5 separate regions of the Mus musculus genome follow, and regions 2, 3, 4 and 5 are each linked to region 1. A link is a contact called in public HiChIP or PLAC-seq, Micro-C and promoter capture Hi-C data. All regions are on one chromosome and are shown on one strand. Each heading gives the region's core, a stretch centred on a gene start, on an enhancer-like site or on the middle of the called end of the contact. The rest is flanking DNA. Distances are from core to core; before and after follow the strand shown.

What was found. Promoter capture Hi-C pulls out the DNA fragments that hold promoters and counts their contacts. HiChIP or PLAC-seq counts read pairs in DNA pulled down with a chosen protein or histone mark. Hi-C and Micro-C count contacts between places; a contact is called where the count stands out from the background.
Region 2: a CTCF HiChIP or PLAC-seq map of the NIH/3T3 cell line shows a contact between it and region 1, with 7 read pairs. The contact joins the enhancer-like site here to the promoter of Ina in region 1. A contact is called at or near these places in 5 of 39 promoter capture datasets (the C10 cell line, HPC-7-derived erythroid cells, cranial neural crest and 2 more), 1 of 15 datasets of contacts at CTCF or cohesin (the NIH/3T3 cell line), 1 of 484 Hi-C or Micro-C datasets (bone marrow-derived macrophages), 4 of 115 datasets of contacts at active chromatin or transcription factors (differentiating embryonic stem cells, embryonic stem cells, microglia and 1 more) and 1 of 9 other capture datasets (liver).
Region 3: a contact with region 1 is called in an H3K27ac HiChIP or PLAC-seq map of embryonic stem cells, with 18 read pairs. The contact joins the enhancer-like site here to the promoter of Ina in region 1. A contact is called at or near these places in 6 of 39 promoter capture datasets (the C10 cell line, hematopoietic stem and progenitor cells, liver and 2 more), 2 of 484 Hi-C or Micro-C datasets (bone marrow-derived macrophages and nephron progenitors), 3 of 115 datasets of contacts at active chromatin or transcription factors (the 230-238 cell line and embryonic stem cells) and 3 of 9 other capture datasets (adipose tissue, liver and pancreatic islet).
Region 4: a contact with region 1 is called in a Micro-C map of embryonic stem cells, with 2.3 times the contacts expected there. The contact joins the promoter of Neurl1a here to the promoter of Ina in region 1. A contact is called at or near these places in 1 of 39 promoter capture datasets (stem cell-derived epiblast-like cells), 7 of 484 Hi-C or Micro-C datasets (the G1E-ER4 cell line, embryonic fibroblasts and embryonic stem cells), 3 of 115 datasets of contacts at active chromatin or transcription factors (all in embryonic stem cells) and 1 of 9 other capture datasets (pancreatic islet).
Region 5: a promoter capture Hi-C map of hematopoietic stem and progenitor cells shows a contact between it and region 1, with 2.6 times the contacts expected there. The contact joins the enhancer-like site here to the promoter of Ina in region 1. A contact is called at or near these places in 17 of 39 promoter capture datasets (the 3T3-L1 cell line, the C10 cell line, the HPC-7 cell line and 12 more), 1 of 15 datasets of contacts at CTCF or cohesin (large pre-B cells), 8 of 484 Hi-C or Micro-C datasets (bone marrow-derived macrophages, cerebral cortex, cortical neurons and 4 more), 17 of 115 datasets of contacts at active chromatin or transcription factors (bone marrow-derived macrophages, craniofacial prominence, differentiating embryonic stem cells and 11 more) and 3 of 9 other capture datasets (adipose tissue, liver and pancreatic islet).

Annotation. Positions count from the first base shown.
Region 1 is chr19:47,011,746-47,016,853 of GRCm38.p6, reverse strand. It overlaps Ina (internexin neuronal intermediate filament protein, alpha), which reads right to left and starts at 2,173. Exons shown (of 3, transcript NM_146100.5): 1 at 1,035-2,173. The coding sequence starts at 2,099. It also overlaps a transcript of Nt5c2 not described here.
Region 2 is chr19:46,802,078-46,807,185 of GRCm38.p6, reverse strand. The region is part of intron 1 of Cnnm2 (cyclin M2); the gene reads right to left. Among named protein-coding and RNA genes, the nearest start is that of Cnnm2, 43 kb to the right of the region's middle. Within about 2 kb of position 2,230, at least 26 of the 459 cell types and tissues checked have an H3K27ac peak or open chromatin away from gene starts, as enhancers often do. A contact at or near this core is called in the NIH/3T3 cell line, where this site is marked.
Region 3 is chr19:46,834,207-46,839,314 of GRCm38.p6, reverse strand. All of the region lies in intron 1 of Cnnm2 (cyclin M2), which reads right to left. Among named protein-coding and RNA genes, the nearest start is that of Cnnm2, 75 kb to the right of the region's middle. Within about 2 kb of position 3,029, at least 17 of the 459 cell types and tissues checked have an H3K27ac peak or open chromatin away from gene starts, as enhancers often do. A contact at or near this core is called in bone marrow-derived macrophages, embryonic stem cells and hematopoietic stem and progenitor cells, where this site is marked.
Region 4 is chr19:47,176,081-47,181,188 of GRCm38.p6, reverse strand. It overlaps Neurl1a (neuralized E3 ubiquitin protein ligase 1A), which reads right to left and starts at 2,369. Exons shown (of 6, transcript NM_021360.4): 1 at 1,638-2,369. The coding sequence starts at 1,722.
Region 5 is chr19:46,860,801-46,865,908 of GRCm38.p6, reverse strand. All of the region lies in intron 4 of Cnnm2 (cyclin M2), which reads right to left. Among named protein-coding and RNA genes, the nearest start is that of Nt5c2, 99 kb to the left of the region's middle. Within about 2 kb of position 2,193, at least 93 of the 459 cell types and tissues checked have an H3K27ac peak or open chromatin away from gene starts, as enhancers often do. A contact at or near this core is called in the HPC-7 cell line, bone marrow-derived macrophages, hematopoietic stem and progenitor cells and 1 more, where this site is marked.

The DNA.
Region 1 (5,108 bases), core at 924-3,423:
TTAGCCAAGATTGATTGTGTTACATCAAAAAAAAAAAAAAAAAAAAAAAAAAAAAAAAAAAAGAAGCAGTTAATTGCATTGAGGCCTAGACTTCCTAACTGGGACAATTTGGAAACATAATGAAGCAGGAGACATTTCTGCGTTGGGAGGAACAGGAGATCAGCACCTCGGACAGCGCCCTGACCGGTCTCAAGCTGAACGGGCTCAAAGCTTGTTTAGTAGATGGACAAGGAAACTGCGCGTGTGTCTCGCGGGTTTCGTGTGTGTGTGTGTGTGTGTGTGTGTGTGTGTGTGTGTGTGTGTGTGTGTGTGTGTGCGCCCGCGCGCGCAAGGGTGGGGCAAGGCAGTTGTCATTAGCTTAAATATGCTACATCCCACTCCTTTTTTAGAGCAAAACTCAAGAAAGTGAGCCTTCTTCCCAATCCTAAAGCGGACGATACTCTGTAAATATCAATTCTCAGTAAGACTCAGAAAAGACTTCTCAAAGTCAACTAAACAAACCAGATTCTTAAGTACCCGCCCACAGAAGCCATGACCTGCGCCCTCTGGGGACACTTTGGGTCGGCACTGTTCTGTTAGTGTGTCTGTACTCTTGGTGACAGGAAGGCATGGTTACTTTTTTTTTTTTTTTTGACTCCTAGAAAGATTAAAGACTCCTTTGTTAGAAGAGTTCAGACAAGCGACTGGGGGTGGGGTTGTGGCTCCGTGTTACTGCATATGCCTAGTATATGCATGAAGACTTGGGCTCTGTGCCTCAAACTCCCCCACCCTCCAAAATAGAGGGCGAAGACATCAAGGGCTTGAAGAGCTAGCTTCCAGGCACATACAGTCCACATTTGCGGCTGCATGCGTGAGACTTCGTGGTTTTTTTTTTAATTTGTTTGTTTGTTTGTTGACTGACGCCTCTAGTCAACGCTCCCCTCTCTCCCCTTTCCCTCCCGTGGTTTCCTAGGGCACCAGTTTACAGGGAGTGAAGCTATCTCTGTACGGAAAAGGACAGGGCACTCTTTCCTATGCAGCATCCCAGCCCTTACCTGGTAGCCGGCCACCTCAGCGCTGTGCCGCTCCTCCAGTTCCAAGATCTGCCTCTCCAGGGACTCATTGGCTCCGCGCAGACCCTCTATCTCAATGGTACGTGCCTGGAGCTGGCGCCGGTACTCGTGGATCTCCTCTCGGCTGGCTCGGATGGCTTCGGTGCTGCGCGCAGCCTGCTCGTTTAGGTTGGCGAACTTGGACTTGTACCACTCCTCGGCGGACTGCAGGTTCTTAGCGGCCAGGGACTCATACTGCGCGCGGATCTCCCTCAGCGCCGAAGTCAGGTCTGGTTTAGCCACGGCCACGTCCACCTCGGCGGCGGCTTGCGAAGACGCCTGCAACGTGGCCAGGAGCTCGGCCACCTCCTCGTCGTGGACCTGGCGCACGAAAGCCAGCTCGTCCAGCAGCGACTCCACCTTCTTCTCCAGATCCAGGCGGGCCAGGGTGGCGCCGTCCACGTCGCGCTGCTGCGCCTTCAGGGCGCGCTCGGCGCCTTCGCGCCCGCGGCTCTCCTCCTCGCAGCGCGCCCGCAGTCGCTGCACCTCCTCGGCCAGCCCATCGCGCTCCAGCAGGGCCTGCGCGCGCGCCGAGCTCGCCTCCTCCAGCTGCGCGCGCAGCTCGCGCAGCTCGCGCTGGAAGAGCTCGCCGACGCGCGACGGCTCGGCGTGGCGCTGGCGCAGCGCGGCCAGCTCGGCCTCGAGCGCACGGTTCTGCGTCTCCAGCTGGTGCACCTTCTCGATGAACACGGCGAAGCGGTCGTTGAGGCCCTGCAGCTGCTCCTTCTCGTTAGTGCGGATGATCTTGTACTCGTTGGTGCGCGCCGCCGCCTGGCTCAGGTCCAGCCCGTCGGAGGCCGGCAGGCGGCGGTAGGCCAGGCCCAGGCCGAGGGACGAGGCCGAGGAGCAGGCGGCCGTGGAGGCCACATTGCTGCGGGACAGCGACTGCGAGCGGAAGCTGCCCGAGCCTCCCGGCCCGGACAGGCGCGCGGAGAGGCGCGAGCTGTCCCCGAACACCTTGCGGTAGGAGGAGGCGGAGCACAAATAGTGCTCCGATCCGAAGCTCATGGTGCCGGGGTCGGGGCCGGGTGCGCGGCTGCGGCGGGACCTGGCGAGGACGCGAAGGTGCGGCAAGGCTGGGTGCGGCGGGGCGGTGTGCGGGGCTTTTAAGGCGCGGGGTTGGGGCGACGCGCTAGGGGTGGAGCTTCATCTTCAGATCGAGCGGGGAGAGGAAGGGGGGCCTGCGGGGGCGGGGGAGCGCAGTGCCACCGCAGCTGCGCGCCACCGTCCTGGGCCGTCCCTGTCCGCTGCGCCTGTACCCCAAGAATCTGCCTTGGGAATGACCGGAGGGGAGGGAGTGCCCAAACAACCTTGGCTTCCCGGCCGAGCGCTCTCAGCTCTTTGATGGCGTTAGAGCCTGTCCTTTTTTTTCTGCTCTTATCCCCCACGGAGAGGAGGTTTTTCTGAAAGGTGTCCTCTATTCTCATCCGCATCCCAGAGTTCCCAAGGGTAAGGCCCTGTTCCTCTCCACTCTTTACAGGGGGAGCGGGCAACCCCCTCTTTATCTCCTGGCTTAGGCGGCTCCTGGTTCTCTTCGGAGAAAGTGGGACCACTTCAGAGAGCATCCCTCAGTTCCGCCACCACAGGAGATAGGATTCGCAGAAAGAGTGAGATTCTCGGGGACATTGGTGACGAACAAGAGGCTGATTTTTTTTTTCCCCAAGGGTGCAAAGGGTTACCGGGAGGAAAGCGGTCTGTCCTGGAAAGGACAAAGCGTTGAGAATTAGCAGGATTCACCTCTAGACCTCCAGTCACCGTGCGTGCCAGGACCGCAGGCTGCTAGAAAGGCTGCAGGCTTTGGTTTAAACAAACAAAAAGCCCCAAACCAACAACAAAACACATTAGATTTTAAAACGTTTCAAAACTGGATTTCTAGTCAGGAGGTTTCATCTAAACAGAAACTGGATTGATTTTGATCTTTTAATGCCCAGCCCCTGCTACTCTTGAAAGCAGAAGGTTTAGGATGACTGCGGTGGGCGAGTGCCTTTGTTTAAGTGCGTTGTTCCTCAGGGCTCCCAGCACTTCAGAGTCACCCCTCTTACCCCGGTTTTTGTTTTTTTGTTTTTGTTTTTATCTGTCTGGCCCTGCAAGCGTTTGACAATCCATTCTGAATTGGACGGGAGCACCATTTTCTGTGGGGATTAGTCTTTGGACCAAAGACTCATTTCCAGGAGTGAGGCAGAGGAGCAGGGCTGACAGAATTGGCCGTCCTCGCCACACCCGGTTAGGATGGAGTGGGAGCCTGAACGATAGATGGATCTAGTTTACCTTCTATCCTGTGGCACAACTCCAGGAAATGTGAAGCCCTTTGCTTTCTAGTTCCGAATTCCAAACTTACATTTGTTTGTTTTGAAACAAGGCTCCCATTCTGTGCCCCTAGTAGCTAAGTTGGTTTTGCTCTCAGTCTAAGCTGGCCTTGAGCTCCTGGCAATCCTCCTGCCTCTGCCTCCCACATGCAGCAGTCACCAGTGTGGCCCACCATAGCTGGCCCTTATCACCTTTTATGATCTTGGGGTTCTAGAACAAGTTTTGTTTCACTTCATGAAGGGATGTATTACTTGGACAGGACTCTGAAAGTAAGAGAAAAGTCATTTTATGGAACATATCCCCTGGCTTTGTGTCACAGCTGCCCTGTCTCCTTACCATTTACCAAAAACCCGAGCTAAAAACCATGCTGGTTTTTTTCGGGCTCTGTAAGACTCGGATGCTGGAAGACACCAGTGGTGGTGAGGAATTACTGCCTGGCAGTCATGGTGGAGTGCTTGAGTGTGGTTTTGTCTTTCTTCTGGCCGGTTTTCAAGATGGCTGTCATTCCTGGCCCAAGGCCACCAGGAAGCAACGGCATACATTCTTTCCAACACGGAATTTCTCTTAGTTTCACGAGACTCTTGTCATCTTTTGTAGCCAGAATAGGGCTCAGTAGGCTTCAGAGAATTTTGGTCAATAGCAGATGACCGGGGTTATATTTGAAGATCATTGAACTGAGAGGTGATGGGTGTGCATCTCGACCCTCCCTTGCTTACCGTGTAAGAGTGACAGCACCACAGCGCCTCTCGTGGTGGCGGAAGGCCGAGATGGCGCACCTGATTGTGCTGTTCATTCTGCTTCTGGATAAGGATATCTCTGCCATCTCTGGAACTCATACACATTTGCCTCCCAAGTGCTGGGGTTAAAGGAGTGTGAAACCATACCTGGCTGAAATACAATTTTTTTTTGTTTTTTTTTTTGTTTTTGAGGCAGGGTTTCTCTGTGGAGCCCTGGCTGTCCTGGATGGAACTCACTCTGTAGACCAGGCTGGCCTCGAACTAAGAAATCTGCCTGCCTCTGCCTCCTGAGTGCTGGGATTAAAGGTGTGTGCCACCATGCCCAGTGTGAAGATCTATGTATTTATTATATGTAAGTACACCGTAGCTGTCTTCAGACACTCCAGAAGAGGGAGTCGGATCTCCTTACGGATGGGGTTGTGAGCCACCATGTGGTTGCTGGGATTTGAACTCAGGAACTTCGGAAGAGCAGTCGGGTGCTCTTACCTACTGAGCCGTTTTGGCCTTTGAACTACTGATCCTCCTGCTTCCTGGAAAGTGCTGGAGTCACGGGGGTATGCCTCCATCCCCAGTTTATACAGCTGGGGCACCCGAGGCCTCAAGCAGGCTGAACAGACATTCTACCAACACAGATACACTCCCAGCCTCTTTAAAGAAAATTTTAAACATAACATACAAGTAACGGGGTTCATTATGGTGTTTCCTCCACCCCACACTAATTCTTTTAGATAGTGTGTTGCTATGTATCCTAGACTAGCCTTGAGCTCTCTGTATTCCTTCTGCCTCAGCCTCTAATTTTCTTTTTAATTTCTATGTATTTGGGTGTGTATGTGTATATACATGTGTGTATGCATGTACCATGGCACATCCATGAAGGTTGGAGGACAACTTTGAGAAGCTGGTGTCTCCTGCCCCTTGCTAAGGCAGGATCTCTCTCTTCCTATTGCTTAAGTCAGGCTGCTAGTCCACAAAC
Region 2 (5,108 bases), core at 981-3,480, 210 kb after region 1:
GCCTAGTTGTCTCTGAGGGCAGACCTGCCCTTGCTCACAGGCCCCTCACTCTGTAGATGCTGAGTGTTGAGGCCTCTCTCCTTTTCCTATCTTCCAGCACTTGTACTTCCTGAGGGATCTCCTTTTTGAAGCAAAGGTCTTTCTGGTGCAAGGCTGGCACTCAAGGTCTGTCAGTGAACAGACGCTGTCTATGCAGTCCACTCCCCTCTGAGAGAACAGACGCTGTCTATGCAGTCCACTCCCCTCTGAGACAGTGATGTAAAGGTACTGCTCTTTTTTCTGGTTATTTCTAAACCTTCTCTGGCTATCCGGGGCTGTACCAATCCCTCAGCTGATACTATGGCATCTCCATCTTCCTTCTACTCATAGCTGAGTCCCTGTCACAAGCAAGGCTCTGCTCTAGACTCTGGAGATACAGCAATGGCTACAGAGGTTAAAATCCCTGCCCTCAAAGGGCTTATATACTAATAGGTGGGCCACATATTCAGTTCAGTCTTCACTCTGAATCTATACTGACTCTTGTTCTTGTTCTATATTGATTCAAATGACTGTCTGGACACCTGCAACAGATCATCTGAGAAGATAGCCACCAACAATCCCTCCCCCCACACCCTGAGGGCACTCAATGGCTCATGGAAAAACCGTTTATTTGTTCTCCCTCCACCCTGAGCTGACCCGGCAGCTTGCTTTTATTTCCAGGATCAGCAAGTCTGGGCATGGTGGCACATGCCTTTCATCCCAGTAATCAGGAGGCAAAGGCAGGCAGATCTCTGAGTTCAAGACCTGGTTTACATAGGGAGTTTCAGACCAGCCAAGGCTACACAGTAAGATTCTATCTCAAGGGGGAAACAAGAATCAGCAGAAGTGACTGCTGGGCCAACTGCAGGCTAGCCATTCCAATGCCTCAGAGAGTCCACTCTCTGAAAAGCAGATCCTGCGGAAAGGTGCCTCTCCTGTTAGAGAGGAGGGCATATGGAGAAAGGCCTGGAGGAGCCGGCCCGCACAGCAAGGGACGACCACGTGGAAGTGAACCATGTCAGGAAGTCACACAGCACACACCACCAGGCGCAGGGACAAGCAAGTCATCTTTGATAATGCCCTGAACTATCAGATCAGGACAGTGAGACAGCTGCTCTGCTAAACTGCACCTGCGAAGTCATTAGGCAGGGGTAATCAGAGTCCCCTCTTACCCTGAGCCAGAAACCCTATCATCTATACTTTAAAGACATCTTTCATTAATCCATTATTGTTAGGCAAAAGTAACTTGACTATCAACCAATCCACTTGACTATCTCTAAAAGTAGATTTGAAATATCTAAGTACAGAAGAGCAGTTTTTCAAGCCATTTTTTGTCTATGTACACAGTGAAAGTACTGAACACATACTAACCTCTACATGAAGTACATACAGATACTGGACACAGGTATCATAGTGAAATATACACAAAATCCAATTTTTGAACCGTATATCTCTGCAGTTATTTGTGAGCCCTGCTGCCTCTCAGTGATAAGCTACAGGTGTAACTTCCTTGGATGTGACTGCCCGCAGCCACACAAACCGGATCCTCCTGAAAGGCAGGCTGGGGCTAGAAGAGAATAAATGGCGAGAAAAGGACACGGCCAGACAAAATTCTGATCAAAGGCCAAAGTTTACTAAAAATCTGTGCTTATATAGAGGGAAAGCCTGTCTCCCACAGATCCACTCTTGATGCCTGCGTACTCAGGGCTGGGGGAGGCTACACTTGTAGACCACTGGCCATTCTCCATGCTCCCTTCCTGGACTCTAGTTCTCTAAACTCCTTTGCTTTTTCTCCTCAGAATCTCCAGCACTTTTCTACTGCCTGCTTCCATCTTTTAAACATGACTTTCACATTTGATATTCACCGCTTAGGAGTCCCCAACAGGAGAGCTGTGAGCCACCTGACATGGTGCTCAGAATCAAACCCAGGTCCTCTGCATTTCTCCAGCATTCTATAACAAGTTCTTAATAATTAAAATCCATACCTGAACTGAGTAAATGAGCCACAAAATATGGATCACTTTCAACTATTTTATATTTATTTTATTTTATTTTATTTTATATGTACGAGTGTTTTGCACGCATGTATGTCTGTGCACCACTTGTGTGCCAGATGCCTGGTGCCAGAAGGTGGCATCAGAGCCCCTGAACTGAGTCACATGCATATGGCTGTGAGCCACCATATCCACTGGTGCTCTTAACCTCTGAGTCATCTCTTCAATTCGCCTTCTCAAATCTTGAGTTGGAGCGATTAAATAGAACTAACCACCACAGACTGTGTGAAGTCACTTAAGTCTGAGTAGGTGTGAGACAGCTTGGTGGGTAGAGAGAGGGGCTTGCTGCCAAGCCTGATGACCCGAGTCTGCTCCCTGGAACCCATATGGCAGGAGGAGAAACCAGCTCCCGCCATGTGTCCTTGGACCTCCACAGGTATGCTTTGACACATGCATACCCAGACAAAAATAAATGTAAAAATAAAACAAAGCTAAGCAGTAATTGGGTGTAGCATACTTTTAAACCCAGCACTCAGAGGGAGAAACAGGATTATCTCTGTGAGTTCAAAGCCAGTCTGGTGTACATAGAGAATTCAAGGCCAGCCAGAACTACAAAGTGGAATCTTATCTCAAAAACTAAATAAACAAACAAACTTAACTAGAACTGAGGGTGTAGAGCCTTGGCCTAGGGTAACTGAGGCTCCAGAATTCAATCTTCAAAATGGGAGTGGGAGTTCAGGTGACTTCATAGTTGAGGAATTTTTAACAGTTAGCTCTTCCCATCACTTGCAGACTTTCTGCATTTTAGGTTAACTCTTATTTTGTTGCTGTTGTTTTGTTTTTTGTTTTTGAGACCAGGTCTCACTATGTAGTTTTAGCTGTCCAGGAACTCCCTTTGTAGACCAGACTGGCCTCCAACTCACCTGCCTCTGCCTCCTGAGTGCTGGGATTAAAGGCATATGCCACCACACCTTGCTTAGATTTTTATTAAAGTTAATTTGTCCATACATTCCAAGGTTTACTCTGTAATATAAACTTACTGAGTATAATTCAAGTCATGAAGTTACACTACAATGCAGGAGTGAGCTTAAACTGCATCCCCTACACATTTCTCTAAGCATGAAAGTACTGCCATCTAGTTCCCAACACAAACGCTCACAGGCTCAAGGATTACTTGTTTCCAGCTGCTCAGACATCTTAGAGTCAAATCCATACACTGATGAAAACAGCTGGCCAGAAAGCCCTAAAGCCAGACAGCTAGCTCCTAACCAAAGCTTTAGAGACACATGTAGCAAGGCGCAGCTAGCCACCCCACCCCCACCCCCAAGCTCCAGGGCAGCTGCTTCCCCATCCTGAAGACTGGCAATGATCTGAAACTCTCCTCCCTCCATGATGTCTCTATGGGAATTTGCTGGCCATTCAAAGCCCAATAAGAAGGAGCCCTGAAAATCCTTCATCTTCCTGAGACAGACACATTACAGTCATCCTGTGCCAAGCATTTTTTGTGTCATGACTACAGCAGGCTTCAGGCTAACCTGTAGGACAGACACGGTCCTTGTCTTCTGTGGAACTCACAGTCTAGTGCGATGGACGAGTAGCAAACAACAGCGATCAGTGTGTTCGGACAGGCGGCTAACAGATGAGCCTCGGGAGAGCCAATCACAACAAAGGCCCGATCTAAAGGAAATCTTGGGACATGCAACTCCCAAGGTTTTCTTTTTCCTGTGCATTTGCACAAATTATTTATTTTTTGATCAAGTAGGTCGATAGTAGCTACGAAATGGGATATTTCTTAGTATGTGGCTGCCATGTTAAAAATATAAGACAAACTTACACATTTCCACTTGCCCTCTACCCTCACAACGAGGCTGCCCCTGACACAAAGCAAAGCTGGGTCACCTCAGTCATCCCCTCCAAAATCAATCAACAGGCAGCCACCCTCCAGCCAGGATCAGCAAAGCAATGTCCCCGACATGTAACCAATACATACATGTAATTCAAAGCCAAGGCTTTTCCAATGCCTAAGGGCAGCGTTCGGCAGGTTGACCGACCAGCACACAAGTGCTTCAAGAATTACAACTTCTGCTCCATTTCCCTGGAAGTACAGGAGGCCACGTCCTCCAAGAAGAATGGAGAACTGACAAATGACACAGGGGTCCAGACAGAAGGATTCCACAGAAAACAATACCACGAGAATTCTTTAGCCAACTTCTGGAGGTAAGATCCCCAAAAGAGCAGTGCAGAGGCCAGAGTAGGGTACAGTTCTAGAAGCCATGCCTCTCCAACAGCCGGGAGAACACACACACAACCCGATGATGTTGATCATGGGATTCTGGCAAAGTGTGGGGAGCAAATGCAATGGTGGGGAGAAGACATGAGCTCTAGGGCCAGCAAGATGACTCTGTCACTCTGTGACATGCAACAATGTACACCACAGCTGTATTAATGCTAAGATTATTGAGATGAACACAATTTAATTTTTCTTCACAAGGAAACTCAAAGATCCTTAGACTAAGTCGCCAAACCACAGCAGAGCTACAGTCTGAGAACGAACTAAGCCCCAGTGAAATATTATTAGCCTCAAGAGAGTAACTAAGGAGAGCTGGGCATACGTCAGCCATTGATGCTCTATGCTCTAGTCAAGCGGGAACAGCTCCCCGGGGAGCTGCAGTGGGGTTCATAGTCCTGATCCTTTAATCTTCTTTGTATGGAGAGATAGTACAAGAGACTCCTCCTAGTCCAAATCCAAAGACAGTCGACTGCAAGCATGCAGGGCTGAGACTGTGGCTCGGTCAGTCAAGGGCTTGCTAGCACTCATGAAGCCCTGGATTCGATGCCCAGCATGGCTTAAACCTGGCGTGATGGTGTGTGCTTATAATTCCAGCACTCGAGCTGGAGGTAGGAGAAGCAGAAGTTCGAAATCACCCTCAGCTACATAGTAAGTTCAAAACCAATCTGGAACACAAAAGAATATATGAGGTTGTCTTTAAAAAGAAAAAAATGAATGATGAGGTCACCAACATCTCAAAATGTCAAAACACAGAAGTAGCATAATTAAAGAGAAGGTTAGGGGCTCCTGTTTAATGTCTTTCCTTT
Region 3 (5,108 bases), core at 1,780-4,279, 180 kb after region 1:
TCTTGCTTGTTCTTCTGTCTTGTGGCCAGGGAACCCAAAGTGAGGTAATTAATAGAAAATTCCAGTCGTTATGCGACTGGCTTAAGAGCCCATCCAAGTGATTTGTGAGAAGTCTCAGGAAGCACAGGGACAGAGACTGGAGAGTTTTTCCATTATTTCCCTCTTTCTCTGAGTATTTAAAGACTTGGACTTTCCCATCTTTTGGGGAAATGTTCTTATAAATAGTGAGGCATGTCGAGCATCTCACTTCATCTTTTTTGGTGGTCTGTAGCACGCACTGGAATGTTTTCCTAGCAAATGATCAGCAATGGAAAATATGGCTAAGACAAAAGATGGCTCTTGAGCTGGGATGATGGGAACCTTCTCATCTTTCCCAAGAGACAGGTGGTCCTTCTGTAGAACTGGGGGGCTCATTTTAAAGCCAAGGATTCTATTTTTGTCTTTCCTTCAGACTCAAATCTCTGGTCAAGAGATGGATGAGGGCCGGGTATACTGAGTAGGTAAGCGTCTAACAGACTAGTGACAGTCCACCACAGCTGATAACCGAGTGTTAGAACGTCTTACGCTGACTTCAGCCTCATGGCCTTATTCTTAAGCTTTCCTTCTTGGCTGATAATCATTCAGGACCTTATGAGCTGCACATCTTTTATATCCGCTAACCTCACCTTCTACAGTCAAAGTAAGGCATGCAATTATAGCTTCATGCATAAAAATGAGTTCTGCTGTGATAGTTCACGGTAGATCAAAATGCTCTAGGCACAGGCACTATGCTCACCTATATTGTACCCCAGGGCTGGGTTTGTGGCTCAGTGGTAGTATGCTTGCCTAGTATATATGAGGTCCTAGGTTCAATCCCCAAGACCATAAATAAAACCCAAAAGAATACTGAACACCAAACCATGCCATACATGTGCCTAGCAGTGGAAATTTTAGGAAAGGAAGTCATTAATTCTTTTGAAACTGGCTTAGTGGTAGGGCTCTTGCCCGAACATGCAAGGTCCTGGGTTTGATGCCTGGCACAGAAAATAAAAATCTTCCTGAGAGAAACCAAGTAGGAACTTTATTATAAGACAAATTTTATCAGGACTGGGGAAATGGCTCACCGGGGAAGAGTGCTTGTCCCCCAAGCTCGATGGACTGATTTTTTTATCCCTACCACCTACAAAAGAAGCCAGGATTGGTTGTGTCTGCCTGGAACCCCAGGGTTTTCCTTACTGGGGTCTTCCCTTTTGAAGAAGTCCTTCCAGGTGAATGGGATTTGCAACAAGGTGGAAAGAGCTACTGTGTCACTACAGAGTCAATCTGCTGTGTTTTACAACTCCATAATACAAAGGAAAGGAGCCATCAACCTTCTTTTAAAATGTCACTGAATACTGCATTTGGAAAGAAAAACCCTTCATATTCAAAATCTTATCTAACTCGGTCATCACTTCTGCAAATCTTGCGCACATGATAAACTTGAAAACCAGGGTGGGCGAAAACACTTCAAGGTTTTCCTCATTGTCATGATTAAAATAAAACCTGGCATGTTGCTCTTTGGCTTCCTGTCCCCAGAAACCTCAAACACTTCATTGTTACAGAAGAAGGAAAAAAAAAAAACCCAAAACTGTAATTCAGCGAGTTTTAAAATCCAACATTTTCTTCTTTAAACCTCTTTACCATTCCTCCCACCCTTCTACTGCCTGCTTTTCCTTCAGTGTATCTAAAAATTCTCCCAAAATCATGCTTGGGATATTAAATATCCCATGTTGAAGGCATGGTCCCTGATGCAGCAGTGTGCAGAGACGGGCTTTGGGGAAGTGACTAGATCCCGAGTATGCTGACCTCACTGTTGGACCAACCCACTAGGTGACATCATAATTTGAAGATGGGTTATTGGGAGTTGGTGGAAACAAGACAGGGATCTTACTTAAAGAGTGCACAAGTGCATGCATGCTGCCCCCCTCCGCCCGCCCCGGACACACGCTTAAAAGATGGGCTCTCAAATACAGCCCTAGCTGGTTCCGAACTTACAGATTTTCCTGCCCTCTGGATAACAAGTGTTGAGTCTAAAAAAAAAAAAATCTGCATATCAGGGTTTAAATTTTTTGTATTTAATCCTCTGTGCATGTATGTATATCTCACATGTATGCACATGTATTCAAGTGCCCTCCACGTCAGAAGAGAGGGTCAGGTCCCTTGGAGCTGGAGTTACAGGTGGTCTCGAGCCACCCAATGTGAGTGTTGGAAACCAAATTCAGGTTGTCTGGATAAACAGAAAGCACTCTTAACCACTGGCAGCCCCCAGCGCCAACAGTATGTACTCTAAAGCAACATCTTGTCCTTGGCCCCTTCCTCCTGCTCTCTCTGTGCTTCCTGATGACAGTGAGGAAGCCCCAGCTATGTTCTGTCACCAGAAGCCCAGGGGAAATGGGACCAAGTATCCCCTGGCTGAGACCCCCCCCAAACCTTGAGCCATAGCAAGTCTTTCCTCCTCCAAATGATTTTACCAGTTCTGCCACAGCAGGAGCCAGCTCTATCTGCCCTGGGCATCAGACTCAGGCTGGCAGAGTTGAACAACGTAAATGCTTTTACAGCTGAGCCATCTCCTCCCACTCAATTTTTTAACTTTTTTTATTTGCCTATTATAGTATGTGGTGCATGTTCACAAGCGTGAAAGCAGGGAAGCACATGCTGTAGCATATGTGTGCGGATCAGAAGACAACCTAGAGTGTAGTCCTCGCCCCTCATCAAGGAAGCTTCCCTCTGCAACAGATAGACCACTACACAAATCATAACTGATCAAAACACAGAGTTGTGGACCCCAGTCCCAACGGATTCATCCATCCACAGCACAGCCCCTGCACGGAAGGCTCAGGGGTCACTGTGGAAGAGGGCATGAAAAGACGGTCAGTGTTAAAGCAACAGGAGGCTTGCTGTGAGACTGTATCTCCTAGAAATGTCAGAGAAGCTACACCCAGGATGTCTCATCCACATGGTTGGCTAAACAGGATCTGAACTTGAATGACTCCAAAAGACATGCTAATGTGAAAGGGGTCAAGGGCACAAGGCCTCAAACCTAGACAAAGAACTACAGACAACTAAGGAATGCTGAGAGTGGGAGAAACAGCCTTCCCAGGGAAGAGCTTACCATTGGTTAGCCAATACCAAACAGCCAGCCCTGAAAACATAGATGCAAGCAATTCTATACAGACTGAATGGGTTATATTTAATACACGTATATGCACACATGCATGTGAGTGTGCACACATATAACATGCACACACATACATATCCCCGTGTTCACCAATAGAAGCCTGGTCTAAAAAGTACTAGTACATCTATGTTATGGAAGAACTTTAACTCTTAAGGAACAAAACAGTAAGTAATAAGTGGTTATGGAAACTACCCTACTTGTAGTAAGAAAAATCTATATTATTCAGGGAATGTTCCCATCTGTGTTATTTGTACATTCTTAGAAAAACTAGGTGGGGCAGTCTCTGGATGGCCTTTCCCTCAGTCTCTGCTCCACTCTTTGTCCCAGCATTTCCTTGAGACAGGAGCAATTCTTGGTTAATAGTTTTGAGATGAGTGGGTGGCCCCATCCCTCAACTGGGGGCCCTGCCTAACCACTGGCTATGGTCTCTACAGATTCTATCTCTATCTCCCCGTTATTGGGTATTTAGGCTAATGTCATCCCCGTTGGGTCCTGGGAACCTCTTACATCCCTGTTATCTGGGACTTTCTAGTGGCTACTCCCAGTTCCCCACCCCCACTGCTACACACCTCCATTCAGTTTCATGACCCTCTGTACTTCTCCCCCAGTCTCCTCCCACACGTGATCCTGCCCCCTTCCCCCCATCTTCCTCTCTCCCTCTCAGATCTCTCCCTCCCTCCCTCTACATCCCGTAAATATTTTGTTTTCCCTTCTAAGGACTGAAGCATCCACACTTTGATCTTCCTTTTTCTTGAGCTTCATATGGTCTGTGAGTTATATCATGGGTATTCCGTGTTTTGGGGCTAATATTCAACTGCATATGTAGTAGAGGATTGCCTTATCTGGCATCAATGGGAGGGGAAGCTCTTGGTCCTGTGGAGGTCCAATGCCCCAGCGTAGGGGGATGCTAGGGCGGTGAGGCAGGAGTGGGCAGGTGGGTGGGGGAACACCCTCATTGAGGCAGGGGTAGGGGAGTATGGTAGGGGGTTTGCGGAGGGGAAACTGGGAAAGATGACACTTGAAATGTAAATAAATAAAATAACCAATTAAAAAAAAACTATAGGAAAAAGCCAATGGTATTGTGGTTTAAATTGACAAGTTGTGTCCTTCAGAGTAAGCTCCATAAGAACAACATGGAGACTTGCGCTTCTACACTCTATTGTGTGCAATCATAAAAGGTAACATGCTTATTTTGATTAGGAATTGATGTGCACTGAACCCCAACAGTCATGTAAAGACTTGCCTCTGGTTTGCTGTGGAGCCTTGAACCCTGATCCACATGCCCCCATTGCCCAATTGTTCTGGGATTACAAACATGTGCCACCGTGCCCTGTTAGTCACATAAAGCCCCCTAAGATTCCTCTTCAGAATTCTCAGCCTCGGCCTCTCTCCTTGGCCAAGGTGTCCAGCTGCACACTGCACTCCAGTGTGGACTTGCTCTGCACTGAAACCCCACAAGTAGACATCAACTCAGTTGTGACAGACAGCTCAATGTGCCTCCTACTTCCTGCCTTGGAATGTCTCTTGAAACTCTGCAGTTATGCATCTGAGCCCAGAAATAGGGCAGAAGTAATGTCTGTGGGAGGAACACTTCCCGATTCACACCCAAGCAGTCAATTCTGACAGCATCTCACCAGCCTCCCGACAGGCTGCACACCTGTTGCCTGCAGCCGAGGTGCTGGTGTCTTCGGATTCTGCGTCTGCCTGTTACTTCACTTCCCAACTCTCTAGGATTGAGTGTCACAGGAGGAGTTCTGCACATGCTCTTCTGTCAGGCTGATGTTCTAGCTGGCCTCAAGCTGAGCTGAAGTTTTTCTATCGTCCAGGTTTTGGCTTAGCACATGACACACTCTTCTGCTTGAATGACTTCAGCACCAGAGGCCTTGGACACAACACACATCCCAGTAAAAGA
Region 4 (5,108 bases), core at 1,120-3,619, 160 kb before region 1:
CGACATAACCGCCTTTTAGCAAAATGGGAAGCACAGAGGGGACGGGGGTCACAAAGTCTTTGTCGCTTTACAAACCGTTCTTATGCTGTGAGCACTTCCCCAAGTCATCAGAGTCTTTGAAAATGTAATCTTAGTGATGGCACATCCTCCCCCATGATTCCTAGGCATTTAGCTTGTGTTCCTCGTCTAAGTGATACTGTCAGGAGCATCCTAATGGCCGTAAGTACCACCTGCATCTCCATTTTCCTCCCATCAGTTCTATGAGGAATTACAAGGTCAATAAACATGACACTAGAGGACCTTTGCAAGTGTCACCATATTAATTTCCAGAAATCCACCAAGACCCACTAATTTTCCGGAGCAGGGTAGAGGTGAAGTTCTGAAAGACTGGGTTAGAATGCAGGACAGTGGTACATCTGTCATCCCTTCTCCATCCTGAAGCTAACTGCAAGAAGAGACAAGAGTTCCAAGCCTCTAGGGTCTGAAGCCTAGCTGTTTCTAATTCAAGAAACAAGCCTCAGTTCCCCTCCTCTGTAAAGTGAATATGGTTACTGTTGCTCTGCTGACTAAAACCAGAGAATGTCTGTACTCCCTGAAAAGGGACCTGTGAACATCCTCCATGAACACCAAGGCTCTGGGCTAAAGGGTACTCTACTACCCTAGTCATATCCTGGGAGACTTGAGGAACTTAAGTTGTTTTGTGCCATGCTGTGGGTTTTGTTTTGTTTTGTTTTTTAATTGTTCTTATTGCTGTTTAGGAAGCCCTGGGACTTTTAGCTATCACTGTGCCCCTAGAACTAAGTGCAACCTGTCTCTAATAAAGATGAAAAAAAAAAAAATCAGCTTTCCAGAGAGAATTAGCTGGGTCCAGGCGCCCAGGAAACCAAGCAGCATCTTCCAAAGGTCAGAGACATGTTGGAAGCTGGAAGGCCTGGGGCAGAGCCTCGGGCCTCCCCCAGAGGGTGCTGGATGGGCCATAGACAGCAAACCCTCCCGATAACGTTCCATCTGTTTGGAAGCTCCCTTCCCCTCTTTCTAGGGTTCAGACCAGATACTTTGTCTTTGGATGCACAAAACAAACAAACAAACAAATAAACAAACAAAACCAAACAACCTGACTCAGACGGTGCAAAAGATCACCCACTTGCAAAGACCCCGGGAGCACGCGTCTGCCCTTCTAGTCCTGAATCTCTAAGACCCTCTGCTTGGAAATGCAACTAGTGCTTCCAGCGGGATCTCCCCCAGCCCTAGGCAAATGCAAAAAAGACCACAATGACTCTCTTGGGAGGCTCATCTGGAAAAACCTAGGTTTCCCTCCACACTGCCCTATCCAGCCGGCAAATGTTTTTCCCACCTCTTCTCACCGCTTAGCATCACTGGAGGGGACTCCAGTGACGTTGCCAGGGCAGATAAGGAGAATTGCGCAGACCCCCACCGACCGCCATCCTCCCTCATCTCCACCATCAGCACCGGTCAGCTGCCACCACAGCCCACCTCCACTGTCAGAAGCGCCTCTCCCGCCCTCCAAATGCACACAACAGGTGGCACCTGCCGGTCGTCCCCAACCGCACCCCTGCCCACCACTCCACCTGCGCCGCAACCCTCCCTGCAATTGCTCCCCGGTCAGCGAAGCCTACCTTTGAGGTTCTGGGGGTGGCCCCGCGACGCGCGGCTCGGGTTTCCTCGCTGCAGAGAGGAGACACTGGAGAAGTTGTTACCCATGGCATCGGCCCCCCGGGGGTGCTCCGGCGGGAGCCAGGCAAGGCTGGGCAGGAGCGGAGGAAAGGTGTGCAAGTGTGTGCGCGCGCGGGTGCGCGCTGCCAGGGGAGGGCCCTGGCGGGGCTGCGACCGGGGGCGGGCGGTTTGCTGTCTCCGGCTCTCCCTGGGCTTGGCGGTCTTCGCTCGGCGGGTCCTGCCCGCCGTGGGGGTCCTCGCGCCACCCGGCTACCGGGCTCCCATGCCCCGCGCCCGGGGCGGCCCGGCCCCTGGGCCCCGGCCCGCGGCGCGAGCCGCTGCGCTCTGCCTGGTGCTGGAGCTCGGATTCCGGCTGCGGGTGGGCGGCGCAGCGGCGGCGCGCTCCCCGCGGGCCATAGAGTCGGGGCTCGGCGCGCGGCTGCTCGGAGGCTCGTCGGCGGGCTCGGTCCCCGCCCGCGGGGACGGCCGCGGCGACGTGCGTGGCGCCCTCCCGCCCGCGGGTGAGCTTGCAGCGCCCGGCTCGTGTGGACCGCCCCCGCTCCCGCCAGGTCCCTCCCGAGGCCGCCGCCCCCAACCCCCGCCCTAGCGTCGCCAGGACTCCGGGGCTCCGGTTGTTATGGCGACAGCTGCGCAGGTTAATGAGCGTCTTAGTGACACGCGCGCGCCCGCTCTGCCAGATGTGGGTCTCGGGGCGCGCCGCGTTCCCGCTGGCTATAAGTTCTCGAAGGCGCGCGGGACCCAGGGTTGGGGGCGGCACTGCTCCGGACCTGACGTCAGGAATAGATGGGAGCTTCGGAGGTTGAGCGTCTCCCTGTCCTGGGACATAGAACCTGAAAACAAGAGGAAGAGGACCGCCACAACGCTGGGAGCCCCGGAGCCAGGGCGTGGCGAGGTAGCCCTAATGGAGGCTCCCTAGCACGGGATTCAGGGCCTGGCACGTGTTAAAACGCTCAGGAGTGAGTGGATAATGAATTAAGACAATTGAGATCAGGAATACAGTCACCTCCCCTTCGCTGTAGTTGGAACTTCCAATCAGAACCCCAGTCAGACCATTTCCTGACTGTTCAAACATCCTTTGCATGTTCAAGAACGGAGAACCACAAGACCAGAAGCAAGCCGATGGGACCCAGCTCAGGTACAAACCATGAGAGAGATATCGGTTCCAAGTTGAATTATTCTGTCAGCTGGAAAACTAAGAGATTGGGGAAGGGATAGAGGGGGTGCTATAGCCTATAGTAGACCAAGGTGGCTTCCTCGAGGAAGGGGGCAGTCTGTAAATGTCCTGTTCACGTGACTCTTCCATCTGTGTAGCTCAGCACTGCTACCTGCAGGAGGGACCAGGAAGTCATCTTGGATCTGGGGCGGTTATTTCTCCCAGTGTATCATGGGGGAGAAGACAGTCCGTCTGTCCATCTCACACCTTCATCAGCCTTGCTGCTTCTCGGGGCCATCGCTCACTCTAACCGGACTTTCCCAACTCGGATCCAGAGTGAGCCCTGGGTCATGAGTGGGACACAGACATCTCCTCCATCCTTTTCTGGAAGTTTCTCCATAGGACCCATCCTCAATGTGTAGGCACAGCTCTTTCCTGACCACCCCAGCTAAGCATCTCTGCCTCTCTCTATCATTCTCCATAGGGTCATCCCATTCTCTTCGTGGCTTTTATATGACTTTGCCTAAAAGTAGCCTTTTCTGCTTGGTTAGATTCGGCTTCTCTTGATAGAGAATAAGCTTGCTGAGGGGAGAGTCGGCCAGCCACTTTCCTCACAGTGTTCTAGCTCCCAGGGCAGGGACATGCGGATTCTCAGAAGTATTTGTACAGTGAATGGATCCCCATGCCTGCCAGCAGTAAAATCCTACTGTGATCTTTAGACATCATCTCTGATCCCCTTTAGCCCCCTGTCCTGCCTTTTACTCTCCTCTGATTGCACATGTTATATCCTTAAGTTTCAGAGACTCCAGGCAAGCTAGAAATACCTGTGAAAGGTATGCTCTGGTGTTTGAGGAGAAAGACAACCAGGCCCCCAGTCCCAGCCCCAGCCCCAAGCCTCTGGGGTGCCTGGGATCAGGTGCTGACTGGCTACAGAATGGTCAGGGACTGGTGTCTTATTTATAGGCGGTGTCTTCCCAACACTTATTCCCCAAATGATGATTCATTTGTCAGCAATCTGTGGGCTCTTAACAGCTACATACATAAAGCACACACACACACACACACACACACAGAGAGAGAGAGAGAGAGAGAGAGAGAGAGAGAGAGAGAGAGAGAGAATGAGGACATACAGATTACACATAGCTGGGGAGATCAGGCATTTTATGAGTCAGAATAAATATGTGGAGCCTGTATAGAGGAGACTAATTCCCCTGGAGTGTGTGTGAAGTGCAGGGTTCTGGCTGGGATTTGTAGAGAGTGGCTGGAGAGGCTCTGAGTCCTTCTGGAATAAGCCCGCTTCTGTGGCCTGGGAAGCCTTGGTACAGGATAGGGGTGGACCCAAGGCCCCAAAGGGAGATTACAGGCCCCACACAGGCCTAAATGTGGGCCATGGGCAAAGCAGAAGAAAAATGAAGGCCAAATGACAAGAAGGAGGGAGGAAAGGCGGGAGGGAGGGAAGGAGGGAGGGAGGGAGGGAGGGAGGGAGGGAGGGAGGGAGGGAGGGCGGGCAAGCAGGCCAAAAGGCTCTCTCCTGATCCTCTGAGTAGCCTGAGCTCCAAAGGAAACTGACAGTGTTGCTTCTGAACTTGAAGGTCATAACCTGCTCAGGTGTGCCCACCCTCAGCCCCCTATTCAAACTTTAATCTCACTTTAGGACCCCAGAAGACAGACTTGGGGGATACTGGATCTCTTTGTCCCTCTTTGACCGTCTTTGTCCCTTGGTTCCTAATGTGGCCACATTCACTAACTCTCCTTTTTCTGCTTTCTCAGTTTAATTAAGGACCAGTTACTGGACATGGCTTGGGGCATAGGTTGTAATTCCCTGTTCAGCACAGTATCAGGGACAAAGGCAGGGAGCTGAGACAGTATCAAAACTTCCCCTGACTCAGAGGAAAATCATGGGAGGAAGATAGGGCTAAACTGGGCTGAGATGAGGGAGACCCCCCCCCCCCGACCCCGTTCCCCCCCCCCCCCGCCAGCCAATGTGCGGCTGTGAAGGATCATGCAGGGGTCATGCTGAGCAGAAACACCCTACACTTGTCTGCCCAAGGGCCCCTCAGTGTCACCCCTTGAACCCTTAACCCTACTTTTTTCCCCCCTGGGGAGTTCAGATTGGGGCATGGGACACCACTGTTAAATGTCAACTGGATATAGGTCTTTAGCAAGCAGGCAGGGACCTAAAGAAGGAAGTATAACCTTCTACATTGTCCTGGGTTCTGGGAACCCTTTTCTGGCTCTGGGTAAATCCATCTTGAAGAAT
Region 5 (5,108 bases), core at 944-3,443, 150 kb after region 1:
ATTCTCGTCCTGAAGAGCCTTGGCGTGCACAGCACCAATGCATACCACTTCTAGAGATGGCTGCTGCCCGCTTCTCTACCGAACTGTGCAGAGCCAGAGCGTCACAGTGACCTCTGTGTCACGATGACTTCTGTGTCCAGTGCGTCCTATTGCTTTTGCAGACCACACAGCCTGTGTGTTCCAGGTCTCTGCAAGTGGGTGTGAGCTCCTACTTTGTGATCAACCAGTCCAAGCAGTCAGAGCCAGACTGTGGAAAGAAGCCCGGGGCGGCCTCTCAGGAAGGAGGCAGGCCGATAACCTGACAGGACTCTCTACTGTGCTGGGAGCCTCACCCAGTAACCACAGAAACACAGACTCCTAAAGACTGCTCCCACCAACCATGCCCAGGCACTCTGGGTTTATCCCTATGAGGTAGGAGGGCAAGAAGCTCTTTAGGTAATTTCAGGAGGATGTGAGATTTGGAGTCTCATTTTCTGGCTGTTTGTGAACAAGGGTTACAGATCTGGAAACTGATTTTTGGTCTCAAAGACTCCCACAAAGGCACAGGGGCCTGGTCTGCTGACTAATGAAAGATGGCTAGAGAGATTCCATACCCACCCCCGAGATGACAGCCATCCCTTAAGTCCTTCAGGGCAGACACCAGGCAGGGTAGGAACAGCTACCCACTCCCCTCTCGGATGCCAAGGAGTCTCAACTATCAGTGCACTGCGGATGCTGGGCTGCAGCTCCCATGGTGGGTTCCCTGAACTGGCAGTAGATAAGAGCCACCAGGTTTTCATTTCATTATCTACTGTTGCCATCACTGCAGAGAAGACCACATATTTTTAACGGGCCCTCCGATGTAGAAAAAAATAGTCTCAAAACATGCCCTGGAACTGACCATGGAAAGCTCCACCCCTCTCTCCCTTCCCTCCCACCACTGACAGAGTTGAAACAGCAGCACTCAGGCTCAGTGGCCACTTTCAAAGTTAGAGCAGATTCAAAAGGAAGGCAGGAAGCAAGAGGGAGGCAGGACTCTGGAGGAGGCTGAGGGGGAGTGAACATGATTAAAACAGCACACACAGTGAAATCCTCCGCAGACAAGCACACACACAGAAGCTAACACATGAGAAATAAAATCCCAGCATGGGGCTGGGCAGTCCAGTCAGTTCACCAGTTTGGAGCACTTGTTGATCTTGCAGAGGACCCAAGTTTAGTTCCCAGCACCTACAAGGCAGCTTACAACCATCCATAACTCCAGTCCCAGGGTATCTGAGCCCCTCTTCTGGCCTTCAAGGGCACCAGGCACACACACAGTGCACAAAAAAACATGCAGGCAAAACACTCATACACAAAAATAAAAAGACAAATCTAAAAAAAAAAGTACTAAAACCTCAGATTAAAGGACCCTCCCCAGGGAGAGAGGAGAGAGAATTTTCGGAGGGGAAACTAGGAAAGGGGCTAACATTTGAAATGTAAATAAAGAAAATATCTAATGAAAAATAAAATAAATTAAAAAATGAAAAAAGGCCCCTCCCCCCCCCCCAGGCCCAGCACTGGCTAGTTCTCCATTTGCTCGAGTTTAAAGCTGCTGCGCCCCGCCCCTCCACAGAGGGAAGCTTTTCTGACAGGCAGGTTCTGGGGACAACAGGAACATCTGTTTATATAAGTGTCAGTAGTTTCAAATAACCTCACCGGGCTGAGCTTAGGGCCATCCCTACTGGGAAATGGCTTAGAATCAAGTGGCTGCCCCCACACAGCGTTTCCTTATAGGAAAGGCTCTACGTTACTGACTTCACTTTTGAAATATTCATAAGCTTACTCTATAAATTAAAAAAAAAAAACAGAACAGGACATGAGGGGCTTCAGCCTTTCTCAGAGGAGCTAGGGTGATTTGTAAATGGATAGGGTGAGAAGGAGGCCTATCTGGATATGCTGGCATGTCACTATTATCCCAACTCAGGAGGCAGAGATAGGAAAATCACAAGTTCAAAGCCAGGCTATATAGCAAGGTCCTGTCTAAAAATAATTCTTAATAACAGTCTTAAAGAGGCTCTGGAAGGACATGTAATTCTGGAGCAAGGATGGCTTCCTACGTAAGAAGTCAGTCACAGAATCTCCGCTTCCTCCGGATCCTAGTCAGATATGACGCTATCTGAGTCAGTATGGCCCAATAACCCATGCAGTAGATAACCTTGTGGTTACTGTGGCCGGTCCACTCTTGGGCTGGGTGCTTCCTGTGCTCGTTGCAGTCACAAAACCACCACTGGGGCTCGCTTTCAGAGAGGAGAGAGCCGGCTGCAGATGTGGCTCCATTGGTCGGGTGCTTGCCCGGCATATACAAAGCGTGGTCTGCATAAAGCTAGGTGCGTGCCTGTAAAGCCAGTGCATAGGAGGCAACGCTCAAGGCCAGCCTGGACTGTCTGCGATCTTGTGACAGATGAAAAGAGGGAAAGGAAAGGGAAAATGGGAAAGAAGCCAGGGAAGTGGGTGCCAAGAGGACAATGTGGGGTGTCTCCTGCCCATGCCACTCAGAGCTGCCCGTCTGCTCCTCGTGTGGCTGCGGCACTTACAAGCTATCTAGTCATGGCTTTGTATCTGGTGGCTGTACATGGGAGCCTAGGATTCTGCAAGCTCACCTCAGAAATGGATATTTTAAAAAATGGTGGGCAAAAATATTAATTCATACATATCCATCTGGTTGTTTACAACCATACTCGTGTACTAAGAGGCAAGACTCAAATCCCAGTGGCTAAGCTCGATTCTGCACCAACTGGGAGCATTCGACAAGATCATGGGCAATTCCCGTGCACGTCGAGGTTGGAGAAACCCTGAGCAGGAGAGCACAGAAAAGAGAGCGCATGGCAGTCCCAGAGACAGCTCAGACACGTCCACTGCAGGTCAAACAGTGGCAGCGTGCACCCAAAGAACAGTGAGAGTCGTTTAAACGCAGCCAAAGACCTGAGAGGTTACAAATAAACACTAATCTGAGAAGGGAGTGAAACCCACTTTAGAGCAAACATGTCTTTTAAATCTGTATCAGAAGCTTTGAGAAATATGATGGGACAGCTGAAGAGGAGGAGGAAGAAGAAAGGGGTATTTATTAATCTGTATGTGACAAGAGCAAGAGTAATGCCAGGGGAAGTTCCTGTCCACTAAACGCCTGGCAGAGGCGGGGCCCAGGCTTTCTGTTTACTGTGCTGGAGACTGCTCACAGTCTGCCCTGTGCTGGGGAGAGCAGTGGCTTATTTGGATATTTAGATATGTTACTTCCCGGAGGATGGATAAGACCTCCCCACACACAGACACACAGCCACTATAGAAATGACAGTGATCTGGTCCAGCTTGCCTTTTGGTAAGAAAAACTGTGTCTAGCAGTTACAGTTACGGTGCATATAAGTGAGAGAAGACACACCTAACCCTTGAGAGACTTGGAAGCCCCAGGGAGTGGGGGGTTGGGGGTGGACATCCTCTTGGAGATGGGGAGTGCAGAGTGGGAGAGAAGGAATGGGACGAGAAACTGTCAGAAGGCAGACCAGGAGGGGGATAATGAATACAAATTAAAAAACAAAAACAAAAACAGGCAGGCTCTCACACTATTCAGGTTGGCCTTGAATTCAATCTGCAGCTGAGGGTGACCTGGAACTTCTGACGTCACCTTGATTTCCTCAGGGTGCAGACTATGAGTGAACACCTCCCATACTCATTTAAGCCGTGCTCAGGATCAAACCCATGGCTTTAATCAGGAAGGCAAGCACTCTCCCAATGGGGTGTGCCCCCAGCTACCACCATGTCGTATTTCACTCCTGATTTCATTATCATCTACCTAGGTAGGCTTCTGAAACTTATCTTTTTTTCTATTTACTACGCGGTGCACTGGGACACAGTTAAGTCACCCAGTCTATATTCTAAAGGCAGGAGGGGGATCAGGAGTTCAACAAGGTTGTCCTTACTTGCATAGCCAAGTATGAGGTCAGCCTGACAATACAAGATACGCTGCCTGCCTCAGAAAAGCAAAACTGACCCTCCCCAAAGAGCATTCTGTGTTTGACTATCTCTAACTCTTCATTTTATCATACTGGTTATGTAATTTAAAATTATCATCTAATTGTTCCTGGTATGCTGGTGGAAAAACACTCCCATCACACTGTGTGCCGTGGGGGCACAGCAGGTGAAGCACCTGCCACAACACCCGAGGACTATGGTTGGGTCCTGGAACCAACGTGCTAGAAGAGAACAGACGCCCAAGGCTGACCTCTGACCTCTCCATGCTCACCATGGCACATGAAGATGGATGTGCAGTTGTGCATGCAGCTGTGGGCTTGCTGGAGGACAACCTTAGGTGGTGGCGTTCTCTAAACTACGTCCCTCCTTATTTCTAGATGAGGTCTCTCACCGGCCTGGGGCTCACAGATTAGCCTTAGTTCTTTGGCCAAGGAGCCCAGGACCCTACCTGTGTGCCCACCCCAGTGCTGGGATTACACATGGCTGCCATGTGCTCAGCTTGTCCCCTAGTTTCTGGCAGGAACGCAGGTGAGGCAGGCACATTACCACTCAGCTATTCCCCTGCCGTAGCTCTACGAGTAGATACAGGTTTCTCAAAAACACATAGAGCCAATACAGATTTCATTGTGATTTATCAGGATTTTATTATCTCATTTATTAAAATACATTAGCATATTCTAAAAGTCTACTTTAAAAAACTTGAAGATTTATTTTTTTAATTAATTAATTTTTTATTTATATGAGTATACTACAGCGATCTTCAGACACACCCTTAGAAGAGTGCATTGGACTCCATTACAGATGGCTGTGAGCCACCATGTGGCTGCTGGGAATTGAACTCAGGACCTCTGACAAAGCAGCCAGTGCTCCTAACCGCTGAGCCATCTCTGCAGCTCCTGAAGATTTATTTTCATTCATATTTTAGTTTATATTTTGTTATGTAAATGATGAAATAGTCTTTTAATCAGGCTCACTCAGATCATTACTTTGAATAAGCTGAGCTTTATTTGATATAGGACTTAAACTGAAACCTTCTAATGAGGGACAGAGAGGCAGCTTGGGTGGCAGAGTGCTTGCCAAGTGTGCCCAGAACCCGGGGTCTGACACCAGCACCGTGTAACCTG